4 separate regions of the Mus musculus genome follow, and regions 2, 3 and 4 are each linked to region 1. The links are chromatin contacts, called in public Hi-C and promoter capture Hi-C maps. All regions are on one chromosome and are shown on one strand. Each heading gives the region's core, a stretch centred on a gene start, on an enhancer-like site or on the middle of the called end of the contact. The rest is flanking DNA. Distances are from core to core; before and after follow the strand shown. Region 1 holds the start of Gosr1 (golgi SNAP receptor complex member 1). Region 2 holds the start of Supt6 (SPT6, histone chaperone and transcription elongation factor). Region 3 holds the start of Nek8 (NIMA (never in mitosis gene a)-related expressed kinase 8). Region 4 holds the start of Eral1 (Era (G-protein)-like 1 (E. coli)).

The links. Promoter capture Hi-C pulls out the DNA fragments that hold promoters and counts their contacts. A called contact is a pair of places that touch in the nucleus more often than the background predicts.
Region 2: a promoter capture Hi-C map of pre-B cells shows a contact between it and region 1, with 2.5 times the contacts expected there. The contact joins the promoter of Supt6 here to the promoter of Gosr1 in region 1. A contact is called at or near these places in 1 of 39 promoter capture datasets (pre-B cells) and 2 of 9 other capture datasets (adipose tissue and liver).
Region 3: a contact with region 1 is called in a Hi-C map of B cells, with 6 read pairs. The contact joins the promoter of Nek8 here to the promoter of Gosr1 in region 1. A contact is called at or near these places in 1 of 39 promoter capture datasets (pre-B cells), 1 of 484 Hi-C or Micro-C datasets (B cells) and 1 of 9 other capture datasets (liver).
Region 4: a Hi-C map of uterus shows a contact between it and region 1, with 12 times the contacts expected there. The contact joins the promoter of Eral1 here to the promoter of Gosr1 in region 1. A contact is called at or near these places in 2 of 39 promoter capture datasets (the C10 cell line and pre-B cells) and 1 of 484 Hi-C or Micro-C datasets (uterus).

What each region holds. Positions count from the first base shown.
Region 1 is chr11:76,761,854-76,765,101 of GRCm38.p6, reverse strand. Gosr1 (golgi SNAP receptor complex member 1) reads left to right here and starts at 1,524. Exons shown (of 9, transcript NM_016810.4): 1 at 1,524-1,582. The coding sequence starts at 1,552.
Region 2 is chr11:78,244,005-78,247,252 of GRCm38.p6, reverse strand. It overlaps Supt6 (SPT6, histone chaperone and transcription elongation factor), which reads left to right and starts at 1,550. Exons shown (of 37, transcript NM_009297.2): 1 at 1,550-1,705. It overlaps Sdf2 (stromal cell derived factor 2), which reads right to left and starts at 1,507. Exons shown (of 3, transcript NM_009143.3): 1 at 1,083-1,507. The coding sequence starts at 1,257.
Region 3 is chr11:78,174,963-78,178,210 of GRCm38.p6, reverse strand. Nek8 (NIMA (never in mitosis gene a)-related expressed kinase 8) reads left to right here and starts at 1,545. Exons shown (of 15, transcript NM_080849.3): 1 at 1,545-1,651. The coding sequence starts at 1,605. It also overlaps a transcript of Tlcd1 not described here.
Region 4 is chr11:78,078,769-78,082,016 of GRCm38.p6, reverse strand. It overlaps Eral1 (Era (G-protein)-like 1 (E. coli)), which reads left to right and starts at 1,634. Exons shown (of 10, transcript NM_022313.2): 1 at 1,634-1,940. The coding sequence starts at 1,658.

The DNA.
Region 1 (3,248 bases), core at 275-2,774:
GAACAATGGGAAATCGAGTTTAAGAAATGCATAGCCAGGGACCTGGGGAGATGGCCCAGTGTCCTGAACAAAGAATGATCTGCAATCGCTGTGCTATTTTCAAGCAAGTTTGGTTTTTAGGTATACAGCAAACAGAAATGAAAGAAAGAGACAGCAAGCAGGAGGTAGTAGTTCATGAGATCAGACACTTACGTCATCCAGCAGAAAGCAACGGAGGAGACCTGGAGAGCAAAAACCAGCTAGTTGGAGCCTCTCTCTGACCCACAAAAAGGGTTCCAGGAAGAACGGCTTCTCTTAGGTAAGATGTCCAATGAACCATTCCCACCGTGGGCATCTTTATGTCAGGAAGGTCAGAGGGAATGATCAGCTGTGATCAAGGACACGGTGTGTTAACTCAGATACTCTCCTTCTGTCCTCCCGGACCTGGTATTTTTTACTCTTTGGGCCATTTTGCTACACTATTGCTTTCTCACAGAGCCAGCCAGGTAGCCCATCCCCAGCCAGGGGGTCTCTGGGACAATTTACAAGAAATATGCTTGGGTATTAAGTATGTGTGTGACTGGGGCACGGGGTGACAACCCTATGTCCACAACCAGCTTTTCAATGGACTTAAACAACACATAACAATTTATTACTATAATGCATATTATACTCAGCCAGTAAATTGCTTGGCATGCATGCATTAGGATGTGAGTTCAGATCCCTAGGACAAACATGAAAAGGCCAGGCGTGTCATCATATGTCTGTAATCCCAGCACTGGGAAAGCCAAAACTGGGGCTGGATAGCCAGCTAGTCTAACGACATCAGTGAGCTTCAGGCTGTGGGCACATGGAAGCTGTTAGCAAGGGACAGAGGACTGATGCTCTGCTGTAGACATAGGGAAGTCAACCAGGGAAGGAACTTTACATACTGGACAGTGGAAGATGGGCAGGAAAAGAACCACTGGCTCTGAGAAAGGAAAATGCTGATTGAAGGTACTTTTTCTTTTTCTTTTTCTTTTTCTTCTTGAGACATTTATCCCCACCTAGCCTTGAACTCTCTATGTAGCTGAGGATGACCTTGAACTTCTGGTCTTTTTATCCCCACATTCTGAGTACTAGGATTAAAGGCATATACTACCATGTTCTGTTTATGGAATGCTGGGGGTCGAACCCAGACCCTCTTACATTCAGGCAAGGCACCTGCCCCATTAAGCTTGACACCACCACCACCACCCCCCCACCTCCGGTCCCAAGACATCCTATTTAAGGGGAGATAATGGAAATTGTGTCTCTCCTCTAAGTCACCCGCTGAAAAGAACAATCCGAGATGAAGAAATTGAAGACTGAAGACTGAAAAGATGTGGTATGAACACCCAGAACAGCTAAACGACGCTTTCAAACGAGCTACTTAAAGCTGTAAAATAACGAATTGTCCACCAGGTGGCAGTGTCTAAGGAGGCTAGCGTATCCCATCAGCCTCGGCGCTCGGGGGTGGAAGAAGGCGTGGAGGTGACTCTCTGGCCTTCAAGGCCTCTACTCGCCTGTCCCGACTGACGTTGGGCAACAAAGATGGCGGCAGGAACCAGCAATTACTGGGAAGGTGAGGGCAAGGCCTCGGAGTGGGTTCCACCGGGTGCAGAGTGAACTTAATGAGGCTGGATCTTGAGGGAGGCAGCAGAGGGAAGAGCCAGGCTACGGAATGAGCCACACTTTGGGATGAGGTTGTCCAAGAGGAGCCCTGGGCCTGGGAACTTGGGGAAGGAGCTGGGGCGGAGTGAGCCGGACCTGGGAAGGGGTTGGGTCCGGGAGTGGAGGGAGCCGGGATGGAGAGGAAGAGGCGCCTGAGGCTCCAGATGGAAGTGTGTGAGGGGTAGTGAGGCTCTCCGGATGGGGCTGCGGGGACGAGCTCTTGGGAGGAGGGTGTTGAGCAACAATATCCAGAGCCCGGAAGACGAGCAGTCAGAACCTTGGAGTTGAGGTCACTGTCAGACAACTAGGAGTGAGGAGGGACTTGTCAGCGCCAGCCTTGCAGGGATATTTTAGTGGATGGTCGTCTCCTCCTGGACCCCAACTGGCAATTTGAGATTGAGACTTTAATGACGACTGGGTGACAGAATACTGAAAATAACTGTACCTTCTTCCCTGGACTCCAAGATCGGTTTTGTTAAAAATGATAGCAAAAAAAGGTTCTAATGAATACGTTTGCTGTTCGTCTCCCGCCAGGAAAACCTTCAGTTGTGCTTATTTAATTCCTGAAAGTCTGGTCCACTCAAGTGAGGTCACACAAAACCTTCCTAGTCCACAGTGATCCACAGAGATCAGAAATGGCCCACTTTGTTTCATTTAACCTTTTGCTTATTTAGTTTTTAAGCCTATTTCCTCTTTTTGTCCCATGAAGCCCCTGGGAAATATGGTATTGTCACCATCAGCCAGTAGATCTAAGGGACTGAATTTTATGTTCTGTCATGTTTTCAAAATACATTCTACTTTATGCTTTTCATTAGACTAAATAGATAAATAGAATTACAGAGAAACATGCCTATAGTTTAAAATGTGTATTTAAAATGCCCTTTGGAAATACTTGTCGTAGCTAGAATTTCTTTTTAAACTATGTAGATAGGAGTAGCTGCTATGATAGTCATTATTGATAGTCATTAGGCTGTGGGTTTTTGAAACACTATACTGTAATAATTAAAGCAATTAATATATTGACAATATATCTTTGTACCAGATGCTTTAAGCATGTATAGAAAAACTGAAAGCTTGAGGTTTTTAAATGAACTGGATCATCAGTAAATCTCAAAGACAATAGGTGGCTGAGCTGACGTTAGGAGTGGGATTTGGTCTCTGGGTAGATACACTCCACCATATAATTCTGCTTCCTGCCTTGGATTGCAAAATATAATGACACAGTGTCTTGATATTCTTTAGTCCTGAGACATTCTTACATTATTCCTTCCTGTGTTTACTCCTTTCATTTGAATTTCACCATGAACACACACACACACATACACATATATGCATGCATACATACATACATACGTACGTATGTACATACATATTGGGTTTCCAAGTATGGCTCCTTTCATTCAGCCGTTCAGAAACCAAGCTTCTACACCAGTTTATCTGTTTGCTTCTACTTTTAAAACATATGCTTTAAAAAAAAAAAAAAACCTGTCACATTTGTCTTGTTCAAAGTGTACTCTTTGTTTTTACCTGATACCCCCCCAATTTTTTTTTTTTTATTAATTTGCTTTTGCTTTTTC
Region 2 (3,248 bases), core at 301-2,800, 1.5 Mb before region 1:
AAAAAAAAAGAATGTAGTAAGCCTGAGTAGGTGTTTACTGAATGAGGTGGTTAGGAATGTAAAGACTACATACTCCCTGGACTAAACTGGTAAGACAGGTTCTGAGAGTTGTGAACAGACTAACCATCTTAGAAGGTCACTTCCTTTCTAGCAAATAGCATCATCAATCATTCAAATTATATCACAAGTACACCTCCTGTCGAACTTCATGACTTTATTTCCTCCAGTGTGGGGGCAGAAGCTTTCCGTATGCTCGGCAAATACTCTAACACTGAAGTAATTACCAGCCTTTGAACTTCTGTTGTTTTGAGACAGCCCCCACTATATAGGCTAGGCTGATCTTGAAGTTACAATCCTGCTTCAACCTTTTGAGTGCTACAATTACAGACCTAGGCCACCACGCCTGCCCATTAGTCTTGTTTTATTGTTTGATTCACTACTGTATTTCCTGTATCTAGAACAATACGAGACACACTAAAAGTGCTCTTTAAATCTAGGCCAAATGAATGAGCCCACGAATAAGTGAGTATTTTAATTGCACATGATAAAAAACAGACTTTCCTCTGCAATGTCTGTCAATGCTTAAATTCTTTACAAGAAAGTTATTGCTAAGTTAGAGTGTCAAAAAATATGAGCTAAAAATAGGTGACATTTAAAATCTGAGATTCAGCTTATGTTGTCTTGCTCTAAATGCTCCTCTCTCCAGCACAAAATAGTGGCAGCCCATGGAATCTGAAAGATTTTGAACCTGCACAGATTTGGATTAAACCCTGTCTCCATCATTCACTAGCTGGCTTTGAGCAATATCTCTAGGTCTATTTACTCACCTAAGAAAATAACTTTAGTATCTGTCCTCAATACAATGTTAAAAACCGGAAAGTATATATGTAACACGTTTGGCCCACAGCTCATCAAACAGAAACTAACATTAGGACTAAGTTTCCTTGGCAACTCGTCGTCCTCTTCAAGAAATAGGGCACGGCTAACTTTCCCAGACCACGCCCTCAGACTCCGAGGCCCCGCCCCTTCTAGGCTCACCCGGCCTAGGCAGCCCACCCAGAGCGGTGAGTCCCCCTCTGTACCTGACCCATAGCGCACGTCGTGAGAATGCAGTCGGACATTGTGGCGTGTATTGAGTAGCTTCACCACGGAGCCGCAAGTAACGACAGCCATGTTGGACGCTCCCACAGCGCTCCACAAACCACCCAACAACAGAAGCGACAAGACAGCCATCCTAGATCCGAGAGAACTAATCATCCAAGAAAATTAGGCCCGTCCCCGGAACCGGAAGCCGAGGGTAGAACTACGCCAAGATGGAAGAGAAGACTCCTTAACCTGAATCTTTATGGTTCCTTTGGCGAGAGCGGCTTAAAGAACACGCTGGCCCGGGAGGCCTTCGGGACCTCACTTTGTACTGGGTGCTCTGTGGCGGCTGCGTTCCTTAGGCGTTCGCGGACTCGGAACCAAAGCCCTAGACGCCGGAGGGGAAAAGACAGCAGGAAATGACCCTCCCACTCCCAGTGACAGAGAGCCGGAGGTGACGTACTACGTTAACGCAGCAGCGGCGACGGTGGTGGTGGTGGTGGCGGCGGCTGCGGAGGGCCCTTGCGGTGGGTCCGGACTATCCTTTTGCAGTCTCTGATCGGCGACTCCATTTTCTTCGGTGGGAGCTTAGCGTAGCGGAGAAGCAGCGGCCTTCAAGCAGGTAACGCTCAGCCTGGAGAGTGTGTTGCGTGTGTGGGTGCGCAGGTGGCGAGCCAGACTCCTGGGGCCTGGTCCCGTAAGGGAAGAAGCTTTGGGGTGCCCCACTGCGGGAAGGAAGGGGGCCCTGGCTTTCCCTGATCTGCCAGGGGGGAAAAGGACAGGAAAGTACCGTGATTGCTCAGAGTCTCCAGCCCTTTCTCCACGCGGTACCACCCGGAACCTGTGACCTGGGGTTACCTCTTGAATCAACAGGCTTTCTGGGATCCCATCTTCTCCGCGGCGTCTGGAATCTGGGCCACGCAAAAAATTGGGACTAGAAGAGAGACCTAAGGGTTTCTTTACTTGGCATCAGGTGATCGGATTAATTAGTCCGGCGTTTGGGTCCTGCTGAGCTTTCGAGAGTTCAGCCATGAGGCGGGTGTACTGTGCTGAATGTTAGCTCTTTACAAAATGTTGAGTAATTATACGGTTTTTTTTCCACATATGGGCAAGTCCCTTAATCCTTTCTAAAGATGCGAGTTTATACTTAAGTACCTGGAGCCTTCCATCTTGTATAATTCATTTCCTCGAACACTTGCCAAAGACCTATCATAAATATTAGAATTGGTTGTTAAATCAGAAATGTGTATTGTTTGACATCAGGTACTCGAGTATCTTAAGTAAAGCAGTTCCTCTGTATTACAGAAAGAATCGATTTCTGTTTTCCTTTAGGAGGCGGGTCTCCTGTAATAATTACATGAAAAGACACGGTAATACAAAGGTCATAGGGTAATTTGTTTTTCATCCCGCCCCACTCCATTCCCGCTGCTCCCCTTCTTCAGAATCCTCCATTACTTATTACTTTCATTAATTTGTGTGTGTGTGTGTGTGTGTGTGTGTATGCCTCAATTAGTTAATTTATGGTGGTTTACAAGTACATGGGTGAAGAAGTATTCAGAGAAGCCTGGGCTACAACCCTAAAGAAAATGTTCCCCTCCCCCAGCAACCATGAATTACTATCGATCCTTAGGGTTGGTGGGATCTCATGATGAGCCCCTCCCCCCTAGCAACCGTTAACTGCCCATAAACCTGTAGGAAGGGAGGAGCCTGGTCCCCCTCCCCAGCATTGAAGTATGCTACAATGTGTGGAAGTCGTTGAATTTAATTAATTTTGGGGAGAAAAAGTTTAGTTCTATTGTTGAACACTCACAGTTTGTGAGTCTTCAGTGTTTTAGTTACAAAACAATTATAGCAACAATGGAGAAGCTGAGCCAGGAGGATCATGGAATTTACGTTTTGGTTGCATTTGTAGACCCTGTCTCAAAAACAGCTCTCCCTTCAACCACGAGTTTAGAGCCCCTCTCCATGCCTAGTGTCCCACCACTACAGGCTTATTTTATTTGGTTGGCTTGTGTGACTATTAGATTAGACTAGATTAGATTGGTAAAGTATTTTTTGTTGTTTTTATTTTTTTCAAGACAGGGTTTCTCTGTATAGCCCTGGCTGTCCTGAAACTGACTCTGTAGACCAGGCTGGCCTCGAACTCAGAAATCCGCCTGCCTCTG
Region 3 (3,248 bases), core at 296-2,795, 1.4 Mb before region 1:
GGTGCTTAGGAACTGTTGAGTCACCCACCATCACCACACTTCTCCCCATCGTTCTTGGGCTCCTGGAACACAGCGGTTGTCACAGTCCTCCCTCAGACAGTCCCAACCCTCTTCTGGCTCCTTGGAGGCTGGGGCGGGGAAGGCTGCCGATTTGCCCAGACAGCTGGGGTGACCCTCTCTCCAGGGCAGCGGCCTGGAGTAGATGCGGCTTCTGGCCACTAGGTGTCAGTCTGTCCTCACTGTGATGCGGGATCCAAGCCCGCCTCCACTCCAGAGAGTAAGGCAGTTGCTCTGCGGAGCGGGATCGGCAGACCAGGAGAAAAGGAGCAACCCAGAGGCGGTGCTGAATGAAGGGAGTGTGCCTTTGGGAGGTGGAAGTGGACAACGAGGGCAAAAAGTGGGGACTAGGAGAACGGTGTTTCAAGATGTTGAGGGGCAAAAGCCCAAGCTCAGACTCCCAGGCACCTATGCCTTTTGGGTATTTGCTGCCTTCCCTGATGGTTCCAGGGTTACACATTAACTCCCAGAGGTCCCCAGGGTCACTCAAGGCCCATTCGGTTACTAAGTGATAGCACGATGTAATGTTTTGTGTGAGCGTTTTACCCCAGCACTCCCTCTTTGCTTCCCCAGCCAACTCCGGCCTGAGCCAGTGACCACAGGTTCCCTCCACGTAGGCTAGTTTGGGGCGGGGCAGGGACAAAAAATAAACAACCCTTCTCTCGCCCACTGAGAAATAGGAACGTTGTTAGCTAAGGACCACCTCCTGAATACTGACATTTTATAACTCCCTTAGAGCTGCAGGCGTCATGAAGAAGTCAGGATTTCATTCATCCTGGTCGAAACCCTAGCAGCGATACCAACCAGCCCACTATTTCTGGACAGAAGCATAGAACCTTCTCTGGGTTTCCCCCTACCGCGACGCTATAAGTTTTGAGTAAAGCTCCGAGTCCCCCTACGGCAGCGTTTTGTGCGGATTCTGAGAAACCGAGAGCACTGTGCTCAGTAGTTGTTACAACCAAGAGACCACGTCATGTACTCTTCAGGTGAATCAGTTTGTCCAACTGGGGTTTTCCCGGTCCCTCCCTCGGCAAACACCAAATAACGCCGCTCCTCTCCCCACACAGACCGGCTCGGTTTTGGTGGTTTATACTTTACGTGCCAATCATGAGAATCCCTTTATCTTTCTGAGGTAGTGCCAACTCGTCCCGGACAGTGGGGACTGTATCGATCTTCGCATTCCACTCGCATTAGACCTCTGAAAGAACAATCTTGTTTTTTTGCCGGGCAACATAAGTGGGCGCCTTATCGCTCCAGTCTAACTACCTATGCCCAAGTCACGCGTGTGCGATGTGGCTGGTACGGTTCTGAGCACTGAGGGACTCGTCAAGAAACCCAGAACGACTATTCTCTGATCCCTCGTTGGGGAAACACGACTTAGCCTCTAGGTTGAGTTCAAAGTCAGAGAAAGACGCCGGACTCGACAGACGCCCCCGTTTCGCCGGCTCCGCCCTGCAAAAGTTTTACAGCAAGGAGGAGGAGCTCCCAGATGGGAGGGTCCGCGCACGCGCCGCACCGGGATTCCAGAAGCGTAACTGAGAAATGAGATGGAGAAGTACGAGCGGATCCGAGTGGTGGGAAGAGGTGCCTTCGGGTGAGCCAGGGCGCTGGGGAGGAAATGCTAAGGGAGAAATTAGGGCCCTAATTCTGACCAAGAAATCGTGGCCCTGTTGGCTCCGCCCCGAAGCCAGAGCACCACTATGGGATGCCCCGCCCAGGCATCCGGTCCTTAGGTTTAGGCGGGAGGCCCCGCCCACAGCCAAACCACGCCCTCCAGACCAGCCTGTGCCCTTGGAAGATAGTTTTTCCCTGTAGATTGGTTATTCTTTGCTTCAACTGATAATAAGCGTAAACTGCACAGGTCAGACTGCCCGGAGTTTACAGTTATGACCAAAACAGGCGAGGTACTTCCCCTTTACGAACATAGCCCATAGGTAGTTGATCCAAACAAACAAGATATTGTTAAAACAGTTAATGAAGTTTGAGCAGTTATCAACAGTAAGAGACCGTGCACCAGGTGGGGTGGTACACGCTTGTCATTTCAGTACTTGGGAGCAGATGTAGGAGCATTGCTGTGAATTCGAGGCCAACCTGGACTACATAGAGATTGTCTCCAAAAGAAAAGACAAGCAAGAGCTGAAGAGATGGTTAAGAGCACAGACTGCTCTCCAAAAGGTCCTGAGTTCAAATCTCAGCAACCACATGGTGGCTCACAACCATCTGTATAATGAGATCTGACGCCCTCTTCTGGTGTGTCTAAAAATAGCTACAATGTACTTAGATATAACAAATCTTTAAAAAAGAAAAGAAAAGCAGTTTTTTTTTTTTTTTTTTTTTTTTTTTTTTTTGGTTTTTCGAGACAGGGTTTCTCTGTATAGCCCTGGCTGTCCTGGAACTCACTCTGTAGACCAGGGTGGCCTCGAACTCAGAAATCCGCCTGCCTCTGCCTCCCGAGTGCTGGGATTAAAGGCGTGCGCCACCACGCCCGGCAGAAAAGCAGTTTTTATGGTATACTCTGGACAGGCCTGAACTACATAACTAGCTTAAAACCAGTCTAGGCAACTTAGTGCTACCCTTCTCAAATTTTAGAAAAAGAAAAGAGGGACTGAGGGTGAATATCAGTGGTAGAGCTCCTGCCTAGCGTACTTGGGTTTAATTTCTAAACCAAAAGGGAACTTAAGAAGTTCACCAAGGAAGGTAATATAGCCCACAGGAAGGTGATCCAACAAGCAAGACATTGTTAAAACAGTTAATGAAGTTTGAGCAGTTATCAACAGCAGGAACTTAAGGAGTCCAGATGAGGTGGAAGGTCAAGACTTGAAGAACTGAGCCTGGCTTGGTGGCACACACCTTTAATTCCAGCACTTGTGAGGCAGAGGCAGGCAAAAGTCTGAGTTTGAGGCCCGCCTGGTCTACAGAGCAAGTTCCAGGACAGCCAGGACTACACTGAGAAACTCTTGTTTTGACAAAACAACATCAGCAACATCAAAGCCAAACCAAAAGATCTGAAGAAATGAGGGCCAGGTAGAGTCCTTCTGGTAGATGAAGTAGCATTTGCAAAGACCCTCACATGGGAAAAATGTTATAGCAGTCAAGAAACTGAGAAAAAGACTCCTGTAGTTGGAATGTGGTGAGCAAGGTAAGGAATGTGGTTGTCATGGAGGGTGGGGACCAGATTATGATCTTGTAAA
Region 4 (3,248 bases), core at 385-2,884, 1.3 Mb before region 1:
AGTTTACCCATGTCCCCCGCCATTTTAAATTTTTGTTTTATTTATTCACAAACATGGTCTTCCCATGTATCTCTGACTTGCCTAGAATTGACTAGGTAGACCAAGCTGACTTCTAACTTGCAGAGATCATCCTTCTTCTGCCCACTAAGTGCTGGGATTAAGACAACATCTAATCTTCCAGGTTTCTCAACCTACCCTTACCCGTTTTTTTTTTTTTTTTTTAAATAAATCTTTTTTTTTTTTTAAAGATTTATTTATTTATTATATGTAAGTACATTGTAGCTGTCTTCAGACACTCCAGAAGAGGGTACCAGATCTCGTTACGGATGGTTGTGAGCCACCATGTGGTTGCTGGGATTTGAACTCTGGACCTTCGGAAGAGCAGTCGGGTGCTCTTACCCACTGAGCCATCTCACCAGCCCCCCTTACCCGTTTTTTAAGACAAGTATTCATCCCAGGCTGGCCCTCAATATCCTCATCCTTTGGCCTCCACCTCCTAAATGTTGGGGTTACAGGAACGCTCCATCACATACAGCTACCTGCTTTTTTTTTTCTTCTGCTCATTTTCCTTCAGTAAGATTTAATCTCAGAGCCTCGAGATTTAATCTCGAAAAAAAAAAAAAGCTTTAATCTCAGAGAATAGATAGGAGTTGATATTTAGAGAGGTAAATACAGTCTGCTACTCAACAGGAATGTTTACCACAGAACCACCCTTTAACTGAGGTCTAGACACCAAAAAGGTGCAGACTTCACAAAGCAACCTGTGCTGACTAGTTTTATGATAACTTGACACAAGCTGGTGTCATCTCAGAGGACGGAACCTCGATTGAGAAATTGCCTCCATAAGATTGGGCTGTAGGCATTTTCTTAATTAACTGTTGATATGGGAGGCATTGTGAGTGGTGCCACACCTGGGCTGGTGTTCCTAAATGCTATAAGAAAGCAGGCTGAACAAACCATGAGGAGTAAGCCAGTAAGCAGCATCCCCCTCCACGGTCTCTGCATCTACTCCTGTCTCCAGGTTTCTGCTTGGTTTGAGCTCCTTCCTTGTCTCCCCTCAGTGGATTGTGAGTCTAGACATATAAGCCAAATAAAACCCATTCTTCCCCAAGTAGCTTTTGGTTATGGTGTTTCATCACAGCTATAGTAACCCTAAGACTGCCACGCCCAGCTAAAACACAGCAAAAGAGGAAATAAGAAAGGATCCTGCAGGGTTGAGGCTAGAAAGCACTTAAAAAAGAAAAAGAAAAAAATCTAGTGAAATGAAGCTTAGAGCCCGTTCCCATGCCCACGCCCACTCCTAGCAATAAGAGAGTTTCTCCTCTTAAGCCGCTAAGAGGAGCTTCTGCGGTATGGTGTCCCGAGGAATGTCATTAGGAAGACATGGTTTAAAAGCTCTTTACACAACTTTGGCAGGAGGAGAAATGATGTGTTTGGGAGTCCAAGACGACTGTTATACTCAGGCAGGAAACACAGCACAATTTTGCCTTTCCTTAGCCTTTGGATACCGTCTTTCCCTCCGCCTCCTAGGGTATCCCTTGTTGTAGAATGGAGATTCTGTTTGGGCCGATCTAGCTTTCTTCCACTCGTTGGTCCGTGGGCTTCTCGGTCCAATCGCGTCGCGCTTCTGATCGGTACCAGGGTGCATTGCGGCAAAATGGCTGCCCCCAGGCGGTACTGCGCTGGGCTCGTTCGGGCCTTGTTAGGGGCCCGACAGGTGGGTTCGCATGCAGGGAGGGAATGGCTTGCTCCGCCCGGCTGTCTTCTAGGTAACCAGGCGAGGTGCGTGTCCTGTGTCGTGGGCTCCACTTTCTCTGGTCCCCTCCTGGCCTCGGCCTCTAGTCGTTATGGTCAGGACTCCGCCTTGGACCGTATCCTTGGATTTTCTCAGCCTGACAGTTCGTTGGTTCCGAGCGTCCCCGCGGTGTCGGTGCACAGAGGTAAAGGGTCCAGCTATGTTAGTTACAGGTGTTTGGTTCTATGACATGTTTTGATGTGTAGCCCAAACCAGCTTGGAATTCGGATCTTCCCGCTGCAGCCTCTTAAGTGTTGGGATTACAGGTGTTGGCCATGACCGGCCTCTGATGGTTTTAGCAGTGGAAATCATGTATCGTAAGTAAAATCCCTCTGCCTCTAGAAATAGCAGTTTAACTTCTCATTTAATAAAAAATAAACCTGAGCCCAAGGAGAGGCGAGTGGAGAAGGCTGTCAAAGAGTTTGAAAGTGAGGGTCTGTGAAACAGACGAAGGCTCTTGTTGCTTGACAACCTGAGTTCAGTCCTTGGAACTCATATGGTGGAAACTGAGACCCAGACAGTTTTGCCCTAACTACCATAAGCTCCCACTGACACACAAATAAATAAATATAGCAACATAAAGAGTTTTAGGAATGTGAAGAACCTAGACCCTCTGTTGGTTACAGTCAGTCATTAGTCAAGGCAAAGTTGTCTCCCTCAGTCCTCAATGCCCAGCCTGTGTTTTTTTTTTCTCCCATACAGTTGTCATTTTGAAAAAGAAGTTATTCATAAATAGTTAATGTGATTCCATATTACATATGAAAAAAAAAAAAAACAAGAGACTTAGAGAGTTTAGGTAACCTAATGATCAAGTAAGCTCAAATGCCAAACTATTCTCAAAGTTAAGAATGGGTTGGCTTCTGCCAAGCCATTACCAGGTCCTCAAGTCCTCATCAAGCAGTATAGACCCAATACGTGGATCTTGAGCCCTATCTACTTGGTTTAATCCTAAATTAAGTCAGGCCTTATGGTGCATGCCTGTAGTCCCTACACTGAGGAGGTGGAGGTGGAAGATCTGGAGAAAAATTTCAGCTCTGACTGTGGTACCCTATGCTGCTATGAAGGTACTGCAAAATGTTTCAATCTCTCCTTATGATACTGCATTGCAAGTAACAGTGCCTAGTCTCCTACCAGACTGTAGTCCATGCTTCTTTCAGGGTGACATTGAGACAGAGTTTCACTCTAGACCAGGATAACCTGGAGCTCACTATCCCCAGCCTCCTGCATGTGGGGATTTCAGGTTCGAGCCACCACATCCATTTTATAAAGTGCCGTTTCTTTGGTATCATTTAGTGTGGTGGTTTTGTTTTTTTGAGGCAGGGTCTAGTTATGTAGCCCAGGTTGGCCTTGGTCTCAAAGGAGATCCACTCTTTTTTAAACCTCTTTTTTTTTTTTTTTTTTTTTTAAAGATTTATTTATTATATGTAAGTACACTGTAGCTGTCTTCAGACAC